Linked DNA regions of Rattus norvegicus: regions 2 and 3 are each linked to region 1. Evidence: chromatin contacts called from public Hi-C data. All regions are on one chromosome and are shown on one strand. The core of a region is the stretch at or near the end of the contact, and the rest is flanking DNA. Distances in the headings are between cores, read along the strand shown.

The links. Hi-C and Micro-C count contacts between places; a contact is called where the count stands out from the background.
Region 2: a contact with region 1 is called in a Hi-C map of frontal cortex, with 3 times the contacts expected there. The contact joins two enhancer-like sites. A contact is called at or near these places in 2 of 12 Hi-C or Micro-C datasets (frontal cortex and hepatocytes).
Region 3: a Hi-C map of frontal cortex shows a contact between it and region 1, with 3 times the contacts expected there. The contact joins two enhancer-like sites. A contact is called at or near these places in 3 of 12 Hi-C or Micro-C datasets (frontal cortex, kidney and liver).

The regions. Positions count from the first base shown.
Region 1 is chr2:34,142,938-34,147,659 of GRCr8, forward strand. No RefSeq gene overlaps it. Among named protein-coding and RNA genes, the nearest start is that of Rpl21l6, 120 kb to the right of the region's middle. Within about 2 kb of position 2,209, at least 58 of the 93 cell types and tissues checked have an H3K27ac peak or open chromatin away from gene starts, as enhancers often do.
Region 2 is chr2:34,416,002-34,420,334 of GRCr8, forward strand. No RefSeq gene overlaps it. Among named protein-coding and RNA genes, the nearest start is that of Rpl21l6, 150 kb to the left of the region's middle. Within about 2 kb of position 1,765, at least 9 of the 93 cell types and tissues checked have an H3K27ac peak or open chromatin away from gene starts, as enhancers often do.
Region 3 is chr2:34,626,218-34,630,767 of GRCr8, forward strand. The region is part of intron 7 of Pik3r1 (phosphoinositide-3-kinase regulatory subunit 1); the gene reads right to left. Among named protein-coding and RNA genes, the nearest start is that of Pik3r1, 69 kb to the right of the region's middle. Within about 2 kb of position 2,119, at least 23 of the 93 cell types and tissues checked have an H3K27ac peak or open chromatin away from gene starts, as enhancers often do.

The DNA of each region.
Region 1 (4,722 bases), core at 959-3,458:
CAGACAGCTGGCAAGGGAGCTAGTGTCACACCTGCAGCTCCTTTCTACAATACATATCTGTTCTCAGAGATGGCATGAGGACATTGGTGGGCTTGTCTTCCTTGTCCCTGGAGCAGGTGCTGTTGTTTCTGTGTTATAAAGGCTAATTGTCTTATTCTGGGTCTGGGAGCACAGTGGCTCCGTTCCACATTTGGCCTTGTTCGAGGGTACATTAAAGAGTTTCAGCTCTCCTGATGTCCTTTCTGCAGGACTGGGCACACCCTACAGAGATATACAGGTCATCAGAAGAGGAAACCATGATACTTAGTTTCCTTGTCCATGTGCCTGTCAGCCAAAATCCTGGGGCAGAGGTTCATTGTCCAGGCTTATGAATCTACTATCTTCATCAAAAAGAGAGTGATCAAGCCAGCTAATTCTTCTGTTGAAAGAAATTATAGTCATCTAATATTTTACAACTTCCATGAAAATCAGCTTAATGCGTGAAGCCGCCTTGCTCCTTTCAGTAGGTTTTAAATGCTATAGCAATTACTTGGGCTGCAGTAAAAGCTTGAAACTCGTCAGGATATACGCAGTTTCCTTTCAGTATCCCGAGTGGCGTGCACAGTTATTAAGATTTAAAGAGTTTTGGCCTTCAGAACATAAAATTCTAAGAGCTTGAGTGAAGGAGTGGAGATGAAGGGACAAAGGAAAGGAAGGAGAAAGGAAGGTGAAAGGAAGTTTTGAAAATGCTTTTTAGCCATTTGATGGCATTTTATAGTCTACTGTCCATCCGAAAGCTTCTTCAGAGGGCTCTGTGGGTTGCTCCATCAATCCCCACGTTTCCCATCAGGGTTGATAAAGACAAATGACAACAGACATGAAATATGGGAGAAGGGACGCTAAAGACGAGGACAGTTGATTGCTGGAAGCCTGCCAGGTAGTTTGCATGTTCCAGAGTCCCAACCCCGATGGGTCGACTTGGACTGTGCACATGGCCTCACCAAGTAAATGAATGAAATTTAACTTCTTGCTTTGTAACCCAAGGGTGTGTGTGTGTGTGTGTGTGTGTGTGTGTGTGTGTGTGTGTGTAGCCTGGGCTAGGACATGACAAAGAATCAATGATGGTAGAAAGAAACAAGGCTTTTGGACCAGGACAAACATTAGCTTTACTTTCATTTCTATTAATCCTGGGTTTGTTTGCTTTGATGGAGCTACCATTTAAGTATCACAGAGAATAATTGAGGACATAAATACATACTATTAAACAGTCTGAAAATGCACAGGTGTGTGGAGAAGAGGACTATCATAGCCTCGTTGAGAGCTTCCTCCCTCGTGCATTCCCCGCCCAATGAATCTCATTAGTTGGTGTATAGAAGAGAAATTGTAATTTCGTCATGGTTGAATGTATTCTATTTCCTTTTGGTATTTAGAGACCCTCCCTCATCACAATCCCATAATTATGCTTTTGTGACAAGAAAGGTACAGGGATTCTCTGGAGCTTGGGAATATCTTTACTTCATCCTAAAAGTGTCTTTCTAGTCCCTCTGTGCAATGGCTTCTTCTTATCCTGCCCAGGATGGAAAGATACAAAATGGGCTTCTAATTTCATGGTTGAAGTGAGAAGAGATAATATCGGTGCATTTCCTGGCAAACATTTTTTTCCTAATACAAATCTAGAATTTGTCTGTGTGGCCACAGCATGGTCAGGAAGATAAGCAGGTGTGTGTGTGTGTGTGCACATGTAGCTTCAGTTCGTGTGTTCTTTTCTGAAGCAACCTAAGAATTTGGCAGAATGATGCTCTCTGTTTACTGTGTGAGAGTACAGGTGGTTCCTCTGAGCACTTTGTAGCATCCCTTGATCATGGTAAGTGCAGGTGTATCAGCCCCAGATGGGAGACAGGGTGTCAATCCCCCTTAATTTTGGTTATTTCTGTAATGTCAGAAGCCAGCTCCTGTAGTCTCAGTAAATTGTTCTCGGGTGCTTATAGCAAAGCAATCTACAAGTAGCCAAGAAAGGAGAGGGTTAAGGAACAGAAATGGGGTCCAACATGAACATCTTTTCCCCTTTTCAGCTTTTTAGAAGATAAATGTTTCAGATTTCAATCTGTGGTTCCCAGCAGTTCTTTGGGAACACTGCAGTCGGCCCACAAAAATCGCTACTGCTGAGCCAACCATAGATAATGCGTCTCAGCAGGGATGACATAATGTGCTAAAAGAAGACTATGATGTAATGCCCATCTCAGAGATCAGAGCCAATTTCCGTTACAAAGCCTTGGAGTCTAGCAGGAGGTAATGAGCTAGCATAAATTGTGTAGCACGGATAAATTCTAGACCTCATATGCCTATCTGCATTTTTTAAAGGCAAAAAAAGAAAATAAAATAGAATTCCTAGATCAGAAGTATCTTCTCAGCAAGAGTCTTTGCTCACTCTCAATCCAGACAGCACACTGCTCCAGGCTGGCCCATCACCTTGGCCCACATGGGAATTCAGTGTCTGGGTCTATAATCTGCAGTAAGGTGGTGATGTCATCCCCAATGCTAAATTGGTGTCTGTGAAACAGTTTGGGAAGAGGGTGTGGCGTTTGAAGGAGATTGTGCCTTTCCTGGAATGTTGGAGTAACTAGGTTGGAAATGCCCCGAAGGGACTGGAGGTGAGGTGCCAGATCACCTTGAAAAGCTCTGCTGGTAGAAGTACGTGCACCAGGGCTAGAGCTCCCAGATAGCCAGTCTCCCGCCGCCTCCCTTGATTAATTATGTATTCTGACCTCCTAGGGTGCAGCCTGCCTGGCAACAGTCAACTGGAGCCCACCTCTTGGTTGTGTTTCAATAGAAATGTTGAGGATGGCCATAATTCATTGAATCAATGAAAGTCTCCGAGAGAGAACAGGAAAAGACGCACAGCGGGCTGGTCAGTGCTCCCTCTAGTCCTGCTGCTTGCAGTCTCTCCTTCTGCTCTGCCTGATCCTTTCCTTCATTTAATTTTTAATTGCTCAGAGTGTTTACAGGAGGAGCCCCTTTCTGTTTGTTTGTTTTCTTTTATGATTTCTGTGCTAATCTTCACCTGGCCTTAATACCAGCAGCTCCCTCTGGATCAGCAGTTCTCAACTTCCCTAAGGCTCCGATGCTTTGATACAGTTCCTAAAGTTTCACAGATTCCACGACCATAAAACTATGTTCGTTGCTGCCCCGCAACTGTAATTTTGCTACAGTTATGAAGTGTAATGTAAATCTCTGTGTTCTCTGATGGTCTCAGGTGACCACGGTAAAAGGATTGCTCAATACCCAGGCTGAGAACCATTGAATGGAAGGGAAGTGGTTTTGATTCACTGATGCAGCTTTGGACTTCAGAGCTTAAAATTCTGGGTTGTGACAGGGTTGGCAGCTGAAAGGGGCTTTGCCAAAGGCACACTGTATCTTTAAGCAGGGAATAAACTTTGGGCACAGATGAAAATGTTCTGGAGTAAGAAAATGAGGAAAATAAAAGAGAAGCATGGTGTGACGTCCATGCTGAAGAAGAGTTGCTCCTGGAGACATGTAAGCTGAGTGGATATGGCTTTCTAGACTTTTCTGTGAAGTTCCAGCAACTTTTATTTTTATCTGCTAAAAGGGTAGTCACCACATCCACTGGAGGTCAATTTCAGATTTCTCTCATTATACTAATACTATCCACGATAATAACTTTTATCTAGATTTTCTAGTGGACAGTCACCCTAAAATGTTTTCATTAAATATCTCCTTTAATCCTTATTACCAGAAACTTCTGAGGCCGTTGATTATCTTCATTTTATAGCAGAGCTTGTGGGTTTGAATCATTAGCTAGGATTGTGTAGCTAAGAAGCAGACCACTTGGCACCATTTCCCTCTCTTACACCAGTTTTGAGAGGAGATGGTCACCGTGTTTAAGGACAATGAGTTCTTTGCATTAGCCTAAAACAGAGGATTCACATCTATATCACTGGCCCCAGTGCTTGCAATACAGCAGGTGCTTGGAAAGTGCTTACTACATATTATATTGAAGGGCGAGGAGGGAAGAGGAAGCATCCAAGATGGGAGGGAGCTCAGTTGCTTCTAGTTATCAGGGAAGAGCACTTGAGGAAGAGGGTGGGCGACATGTCCGTTAGGAGCTAGGGAGGGCACTGTTACTTTCAGTCTTCATACTGCGATTGGTGTGGAATCCAGGGCCCAGGGCACTCAAGCCTCTGATCTACTGCTGAGCTACACCCTGAGACCCTGTCCCACATTCTTTAGCCTCTGTCCAGATGATGAAGGTGTCTTTAGAGACCAAGCATCAGAAGACTGCTAGGCGCAGGTGGGATTATTTATTAATCTGGGACTTTTCATAGATAGGCTTTCCTAAATTCAATAATGCCAATTTCCTAAGAAATCTCTAATATGGAAATGAAGGGGAGCAGGACATGATGCCTAGGGGGTCATGCCGGAGAGTTTGGACAGAATTTTTCCCTCTATAGTCAACACCTACTGCATTCTACTTAACACATTCTCAAGGACGTTCTGGGACCATGCTGCATTTTTTTTTTTAAGGTTTGAAATATCTGTGATATCTGGTGTCTCTGCTTATTATAAGTCTTCTGTTTTTTGAAAATGCACAGGAGAGATAATGAAATTAAAGAACTTCACCAGATATGGTAGCTCATGCTGATAAGTCTTGCACTTGAGAGGCAGAGACAGAGCGAGCTGAGCATGTCTGAGGTCATCCTGAGGTAGAGACCAAGTCCCTGATCA
Region 2 (4,333 bases), core at 515-3,014, 270 kb after region 1:
GTCAGAGTAGCTCCCCTCAGACAACATTGACTGCTGTTGAACTTGAACCACTCAATACCTGATGAGTACTGAGTGCCTTTTTCTGTTAAAGTAATTAAGCAAAAAGTATTTCAATATTTCAGAGAGATCCAGATAACCAACGTCTAATGTAAGGAGTCTGAATTTCATTGTTCTTCACCTCCTCTGAATCCCGCTATGAATGTGTGCTTGCAGGACAACGCTGTCCTTTGGTGTTGTCAATAGCAGCCAAACACCAAGATCTTATGGAGTCAGGGACTATTCTGTTACATCTCTTCCACAGAGGCCATGGCAAGGGAAATACTAGCTTTATGTTTGCTGAGTCTCTCTTAGAGGCTCCCACACCAGGATTGTCCCCATTAAAGGAACATTCCAGTGTGGTTTTATAAACAACAGTAGTAAACAATAATATTTTAAGATCTACACCATCAGGACCCTGGTGGTAACGACAAACTGACAGTTCATGAGAACTCATACATGCGGATGTATCATGTGTGTCACCTTTGCTTACACTAAATAAAAGGAAAAGCAGAAAGGGGACGGTCCTGACGCCGCTTCCCCCAGTGGGCAGGTACTATGCTCAGTTCTGCTGTGCTTTGTCTCTCGGAAGGCTAACATACAGAGGCATTAAGGAACTTGCCCTGATCATGTATGTGTCCAGCACGTGGTAGAGCTGACATAAAAATGGAGCCCTAACTCCATAACCTGTGACCCTAACCACTTCACTCTAATGCCTCTCTGCCTATTTAAAAAGACAGAAATATAGAAAACACAAGGGCCAACTAACGCTCTTGCTCCTAGGCACCGTTCTCTGTGCCAGGTGCCGTTTGGTGACTGATGCTTGGGAAGCTCTGGTTGTGCCGAGAGAGGATGTGCTATCTGCGACATGCAAATGAGATTCTTCAAGAAGGTGTTCTCTAGCAGGCTCGCCACCGAATGCTGTCGGGAAACTAAAATTGTTCAGGCTATTTTGAGACCAAGCTCCAACGTTCATCCAGCTTTCCCTTAGCGTAAATTGAAGTTCACAAATCTTAAGATCTGTTCTTCGCTTCCTATTTCCGGTAGAGCGATAGGGCTAGAGTTTATGCTCAAATTCATGTCCCAGTAGTGCGAAGATCTTCTGAAGAGCCCGGTGTAACCCCATGGCCTCATGTGGGACCAGGGAGTTTGATTCTCTAGGTTTAAAAAAACAGAAAAGAAAGGCAAGAGTCGTTTGAGAAAATGAGCACGAGACTGGGGGTAAAATTAGAATCAGTCACTGAGTGTTTCACAGCCGTTAGGCTAAGAGAGGTTTACTTCTTACATATAAAATATAGACTTTTCCCACCTTGAGATAGAAACCTGACCTGCCAGACAACATTTTTTTTCTTCCCTCTTTTTTTCTTAACAAGTAGAAATGACTTGGCAAAAGGTGTGTTTTCATTCCAGGTGAGAAAGCAGAAGTCAGGCTGCAAATTCTAAGTCATACATTAAGATGCCTCTGAGACTACACAAGGCACTAAAATAAATAGAAAAACACACAGGAAAATGTCACACAGCCTTCCCCAGCAACCAAATGCTGGTTCTGGATACTTGGCCCTGGATCCTGGTGTCCTCGTAGTCACTATGCAACCCGGGAAGTGATTCGAGGTGACATGCACAGAAAAGCTTTTCCTGGAAATGAGTTCGGTGGACAGCTTATTATAAACAATAAGCCCTTGTGTATGGGATTGAAAATAAACCCAGACAGTGCATGAGGTTACGGCTATGTGTTGAAAGGCAAAAATCCGCCATCTGTCACCTCTCTCCACACTCTCTGGCAGAAGCGCTTGCCTCTGCCTGGAATCCCCTCTCAGAAAATCCTGTTGAGTGATCCCTCACATCTTTATTCAGAGTCCTGTGACTCAGGACTAGAACCCCTATGGCATTTAAACTCCAGATGAAAAGCATGGAGTTTGGGGATACAGCCTGCTTCCCGAACACCAACTAAACAAGGACAACAGAAACAGATGTGCTAATGTAGGAGGGGGGAATTTCATAAGGCCCCACTATTAAACAAAGAGCTACAAGTGACTAGGAATTCTGAGGGCTACAGAATTAGTCTTTTCCAGGGAGGAACCCCCAGTTGATTATTCAATACCAAATGGTCAATCATGGGATCATGGATACATGAGCAACAGTGAACAGATGTAGCAGGTTGTATTTAAATATATTATGTACGTGTGTGTGTGTGTGTGTGTGAGAGAGAGAGAGAGAGAGAGAGAGAGAATTAAAAAGAGGCCACGGCAAAGATTAAAACAGAGACTGAAGGAACACCCATTCAGAGCTTGCCCCACAGGTGGCCCATACATATACAGCCACCCAATTGGACAAGATGGATGAAGCAAAGAAGTGCAGACCGACAGGAGCCGGATGTAGATCGCTCCTGAGAGACACAGCCAGAATACAGCAAATACAGAGGCGAATGCCAGCAGCAAACCACTGAACTGAGAATAGGTCCCCCGTTGAAGGAATCAGAGAAAGAACTGGAAGAGCTTGAAGGGGCTCGAGACCCCATATGTACAACAATGTCAAGCAACCAGAGCTTCCAGGGACTAAGCCACTACCTAAATACTATACATGGACTGACCCTGGACTCTGACCCCATAGGTAGCAATGAATATCCTAGTAAGAGCACCAGTGGAAGGGGAAGCCCTGGGTCCTGCTAAGACTGAACCCCCAGTGAACTAGACTATGGGGGGAGGGCGGCAATGGGGGGAGGGTTGGGAGGGGGACACCCATAAGGAAGGGGAGAGGGGAGGGGGATGTTTGCCCGGAAACCGGGAAAGGGAATAACACTTGAAATGTATATAAGAAATACTCAAGTTAATAAAAAAAAAATAATAAAAAAAAAAAGAGGCCATGGACCTGAGAGGGATCAAGGGATAGATAGGTTGTGAGAAAAGTTGGAAAAAGGAAAAGTGATGTTTTTTCTTCTTCCTTTTAGTTATGTTTTAGTTAAAAATATTAAGAAACAGAAAGGAGGGAGTCAAAGTTACATGAAAGAGCTGCATAGGGGTTGGGGATTTAGCTCAGTGGTAAAGCGCTTGCCTAGCAAGCACAAGGCCCTGTTGTCACTCAGCTCATTTTTCTTTACCTGAATGCTTTCTTCTAAAGGACTCTTTTGGCTCGGGATTGTATATTAACCTCTACTTTATATATGAGATCATTTAATCACAGCACACTGATTGGCTCCAAGAAAATAAAAGAAAATTTTCCTAAGATTTGTCCCTTGGGTAAAGCCATCACTTTATCATGGTGCTCAATTCAGCACTAAGGTTCTTGTTGAGGGAATATTTTTGGACAAGAATGCTATAGAATGAGTCAGGATGTGTGCTCCTTCCCTTCTCAGATAGGAAGGACACTTCATACTCATCAAAGGAAATATCTACCAAGAGGAACTCTAAATTCTGAACATCTATGCCCCAAATGCAAGGGCACTCATATTTGTAAAAGAAATGTTAGTATAGCTCAAAGCACACATTAAACCACACACACTACTCACAGTAGCAATGTTAGATTTTTCTTTCTTGAACAATTGATTTTAGCCATGCAGCTATTTTGATTTTTTTTTAAACCTCACTGGTAATGCTCTCTCTGAATAGCCCTCCCTTCTCCTCGTCTTCTGCCTCCCTGTCTGCCTTTTGCTACTCTCCCCTTTTTCTCCCAGGGTTCGAAGAAGCATTCCTTCTCTGGGTGAGCTCTAGACAGAAGAATGTGGGCAATGGAACTTTTTTCCAATTTGACTTGGATCTTGGCCACCATATTGATTTGTCCTCCTCCTGGGTACCAGTCTTTTCTTTCCCACTGCATCCCAGACATTGCAGTGGAGGACCCAGAGACACTCCAAGGAGGAGGGGTATAGCTACATGCTTCTGCTTTCAGTCCTCTGTAGTTGCATTTCTCCCATTTTGTCCCTTCTGCTTCAGGCAGTTTTACTCTTCCAGCATCCATGACAAGGGGCTCCTTTGTCTATAACTGGACCCTTGCCAGGCCTGAATTTTCAGTATTTTATGCAAAGTCTGTTTTAGAGTCAAATCCAAACCAACCTCCCCCATCCCTCACCCATAGTGACTTTGTCCAATAGCTTGAGAACTAACATACGTGCTTATGCTCCAGGACCTTCTTACCTATTTGCACAGGGTACCATTCTCAGCTCACTTCTCAACAGTAGAAGTTGGCTTGCTCAGCAAAGGCTCTCCTCTCAGGCTTTATTGCATGTGACCCAAAAACTAGTCATTTCCTTTAGTCCTAAATATTTACTGGGTGCCTCTGATATGGTGAGCATTGTGTGCAA
Region 3 (4,550 bases), core at 869-3,368, 480 kb after region 1:
CATAAATGAAAAACGACTTACTTTGCAGGTTATGCATTTCAACGGTTTCGCTTTGAACTGCCAGTATCCCACCGGGGAAAAAAAATCCAAAGAAGCTGTTCTTCTACCAAGTGGCTCCAGCCCCCGAGGCTCCCCCGCCCGCCCGGTACCGGCAGTAAGGAACCTAGCTGGCAGTGAGCGCGCAAGGCGGGGGCGCGCGACTCTCAGCCCGGCTGCCGGTTCCCCTGGGCTAGGCTGCAGCGGGTCCCTCCGCCCCGCGCCCCGCCCCGGCAGCAAGTCCCCGGCTCCGCGAGCAGAGCTCCCCTGGGTCGCGCTACTGCAAGGGGGAAGAAAGGAGCCCCGGCGGGCGCTCGCACGTCTCGCTCAGATAAAGATCGCGGCTTCATGATTAACTCGGGCAGGTTCAAATATTTGCTGAGCTAAGGATTTTGGGAGGGGGAGGGGCACCCAAGTCAAAGTCAAAGTTGTCATCGGGCTGACAAGTGGCCGAGGCAAGACTAACTTGCTCATTTTCACCCGGGAAATGAGAAAGGCATTGTAAGGGGGTGCTGAAAATAGTCCTCCCTGGTGGCCACGGTGCCTGTAATGTGCTGGCAGCCCCCGCTCCGGGGGCTCAAGTGGGCCGCAGTGAAGCAGCACAGGAAGTAATCCACCTAGTTCAGCAAAAAATAGAATCAAAGACGCGCTTGTGAAGGCCTGAACCTCTCAGAACAGCTTAGGACAGGGTGCCTTGCTCTCACGTCCTCCTCCTCCCACGCACTGGCACAGTCTGCCCCGCAGGTGTAACAGGAAAGCCCTTCACATAGCTCATCGTATGCTGGCTGGCAGCCCCAGGAGGGCATCTTCTATGCAAGTCCAAATCTTTAAGGGGTCAACTTCAGCTCACCTTCAAATGGCCCTAGGACTTTCTAATCGGACAATCTAGAGTTGTGTCTGCACTGGGTTAACTGCTGGCTGTGCTAGGCAAAGGGACAGAGAAGGGCGTGTTCTCCCGACTTGGGGATTCTAGTCTTTTATTTGAGAAAGTTGCAGATAACTTTCTGAGTTTATGATTGCTAGCTGGACAGGAAAGAAATCAAGTCTTTTCCTGGGAAATGTTCACATGGCATCTACCCAAAAGCCCCGACTTCAATCTTTTGAGCCATTAACGAAAGGAAATCACAAAAGCCCCAAACCTCAACATGACAGTAATTTAGAGATCATTACTTAGTAATTCCTTCATACTATTGGGGGAAGGGGGCTTCACAAAAAGAATTCAACCTTTAGACTTTTGGTCCTAAACTCCATTCTCAGCCCACAGGCCCTATTCTTTGCTTTTCTTGGTATGGAAAGAAAGAACTAACAAACTGAATTTACTTTCTTTTAGCCTACACTGAAAAGAAAAACAAAAACCCTCACACCTATAACAAAACCCTGGCTTTCTTGTTTTCTTCTTTTAGCTTAAGAAGAAAAAAAAAAAGCTGCCTTCTTATTTTCATGCATTTCCCTGCTTTCAAAAGAGTTTCTCTGGAAGAAACATCAGACACATTGGCTTCTCATGCATACCTGTCTGGACCTACCTAAGAACCTTCTAGAAGATTAAAATGTAAATCTGACAGTCTATTTTGTCTCAGATCAAAAGTATCTACCGTAAAGCCGTATATAGCAGGAAAGATTCCAAATACCCACAGACATGTTGTTTTAGACAAATTCCTCATGATATGTAAAATCACCTACCACAGAGGCTCTCTTATGAACGTTAACTGCAAGCGCGAGCAGACTCTTTCCCCACTGATACAGACACATGCTCTTTATTAGTTTAAGGAGGGAGCCCTCTGCTGGCAAAACTGAGTAAATCACGCCTGCTTAGGAGAAAACCACCAACTTCCAGTTTCACCTTCTCTGTATCCAAAAGGCCCTACAAATTAATAAAACATAATTATAGATAGCTTATAACCATACATGATTCACTACTAAACCAAAGGCACAGATGTCACAGTGCCTAGGAATTAATTCCCATTTGGCTAATAAGCCCCTTTAAGAAACGCTGGCTTTCTTGGTGTCCTATTTATCTGGGGCTGCTGAGACCCATTGCATACAATATGACTCACTTATTCATCTGGATGCTTCAAGCCAGTGAGCATCCCCTTGCCGAGGGCTTTGTACAACGTGCTTCAGAGACAAAGACAGGCCAGGACTGTACTTTTCAGTAGATTGCAGCTAGCCAGGAAATGCCCCTGCTCGTTAACATGTGTTTCTCAGTTCTGTGGCATGCTGTCTGCTCTAAACAAGACCTCTTCAGGCCACCGCGGGAGACCTGAAAGGCTTGCTGCTTCTCAGAGACTTGCATGCATCACTGTCAATGAACAAAAACTAGGGAAATCAGGTGTGTGTTGGGGGGGGGGGTGAATTATCCAAAGTTACCCACGGTTAAAGGAACACGTTCCTTCTTAATTCCAACATGAGACATCTTAGAAAGTAGGGCTCTCCCGGATAGGGCTAATCCATGACTCCAGTGAGCTTAATGAACCCACGGGAAGGAAAAACACCCTTTCCAGTTAATAAACAAACCTAGGCTTGCATAAAAAAAAAAAAAAAAATCCAGACACAGGCTACAGGCTTTCTGCGAAGGCACGCCCACACCCACTGTCTAGCAGACAGAGGAACTCCCCCTCCGACTCCCCAGCACCCATCCCGTGATGTCCATCCCTTCAGAGAAAGCTGTAGCCTGAAAACAAAAGTAAAAACATCGCCTAGCACGTGCCCAGGGTGGCGCTCACAATGCACTTGGGGATCGTGGGTAAACTTTCTAGTTTCCATGAGATGGATCAGGCTCTCCCCCAATACACCTATACCCCTCTTGGGGTCTACATCTATATCGAAGTTTCAATTTTACCTTAGAGACAACTCTCTCGAGTCAGAACATACTTTCAATGCAATGGGAGGAAAAAAAAAAACAAATCAGAGAAAAGTGAAACTCTGAAAGTTATTTCCTTCTGTCTTGGTGTTTGCTTACGTTGTCTACAGCTAAGAACCCAGCCCAAGGTATTTAAAACCAGATGCATGAATTCAGCTCTTCGGGAGGGATGTTTTGCAATGCACCAGCAGTTAAAAATTAACCTTGACAGGTGTAGGAGAGCAGGGGGAGAAGGAGTCACTTCTCTTCCAGGCTTGACGGTGCAATATTAGACTCCAATTATGATATATTACTGTTTCTGAATACATCCATGAAATCCAAAACATGGATTCAGAGGCACCCTGTGTTTGCTGGACCTGTTCCTACTGCAGCTGCCCTGTAGACATCAGCTCGGCTCCCCACGTCTGAGGAGTGTAAGGAATTCCAGAAAACCCGCTACTCAGCCTCAAACAATGAAGCCTTCCCGACCACAGGGGATGAACGGCAAGCTAAGAGAGCTCTGAAAATACACTATCCCCATCACCTGTCCACTGTGCCTCCATCCATAAAAGCAAGGGATCTTTACCTCAAAGGATCTTTACCTCAAAGGGCTGCTGGATACAGGAAATAGGTTAGTTGGCTTCTAAGATTTCTTTGAAAACCAAACAGTTTATCAGCGTCTGGGTATATTTGGAGAATTAGTAGACTGTGCCCATATCTCTAATTGGAATGAATCAAAATGAGGAATAGCCTCTGTCTTTGCTTCTTAGAAATGTAGTTGAACCAATTACACCAACGGTTTAAAAAAAAAAAAAAAAAAAGCAAGCAAATGAAAACAACAACAAAAACCCACAGGGCAGCTAAAGATAAGGGAACGGGGTCTGAAGAACACCCACAGTGAATGGACCAGGTTAGCCTGCACAGAAAGCTCACCAGGGCAGACTGGGACACAGATAAAGTGAATGGCACTGGGAACGTTGTGTACAGTTGTACATTCTGTGCACTGCGCAAAGGCACACTGGCAAGGTGACAGAGGGAGTGGCGCTGACATCCAGGCCACTCCACCCACCAAGACACACAGTTTATTCAATCCTAACAACCCAGGGAGAGAGGCTCAACTTTCCTTCCACTGTCCATCTCAAACAGTCCACATGGTGCTGTGGCCCTTTGCTGCATATGGCCCCTGGGATCTTCTCTCATTATTAGCTCACAACATTCGGAAGGCCTTTTCATTAGACGCTGAAAGCAGGCCCAGGATTCCTAATGGTTCCAACAATGGAGGCATTGGTGATCTGCAGATGGGACAGGCTGGACCCAAAGGTAGCTTCTGGGCAGATTCAGGTATGGCGAACACTAGTCAAGCAGCATAGAGCAAACCTCTCAGCTCTGTTTCTTCAAAGCCTTATAACACTTAAAATGTGGCCTTGTGTTGGCGCCAGCTTGGAGAAACACATTAAGAGATGGTGATACACAAATGCCCTAGAAAGTACACACACCCTGTAGGGCACAGTCTGCAACACCTCGATTTGCTGTCTGCCAGCAAACCAAAATGCTATTTTCCTTTTCCTTCCCCAGTTAAAATCGGACCTGCTTTTCAAGGCCCTTTTCAGGATGTACTCTTCCCTAAGCTTACCTACTTACTCAATTACCCCCAAAAAGTCACCAACAGTGCCTC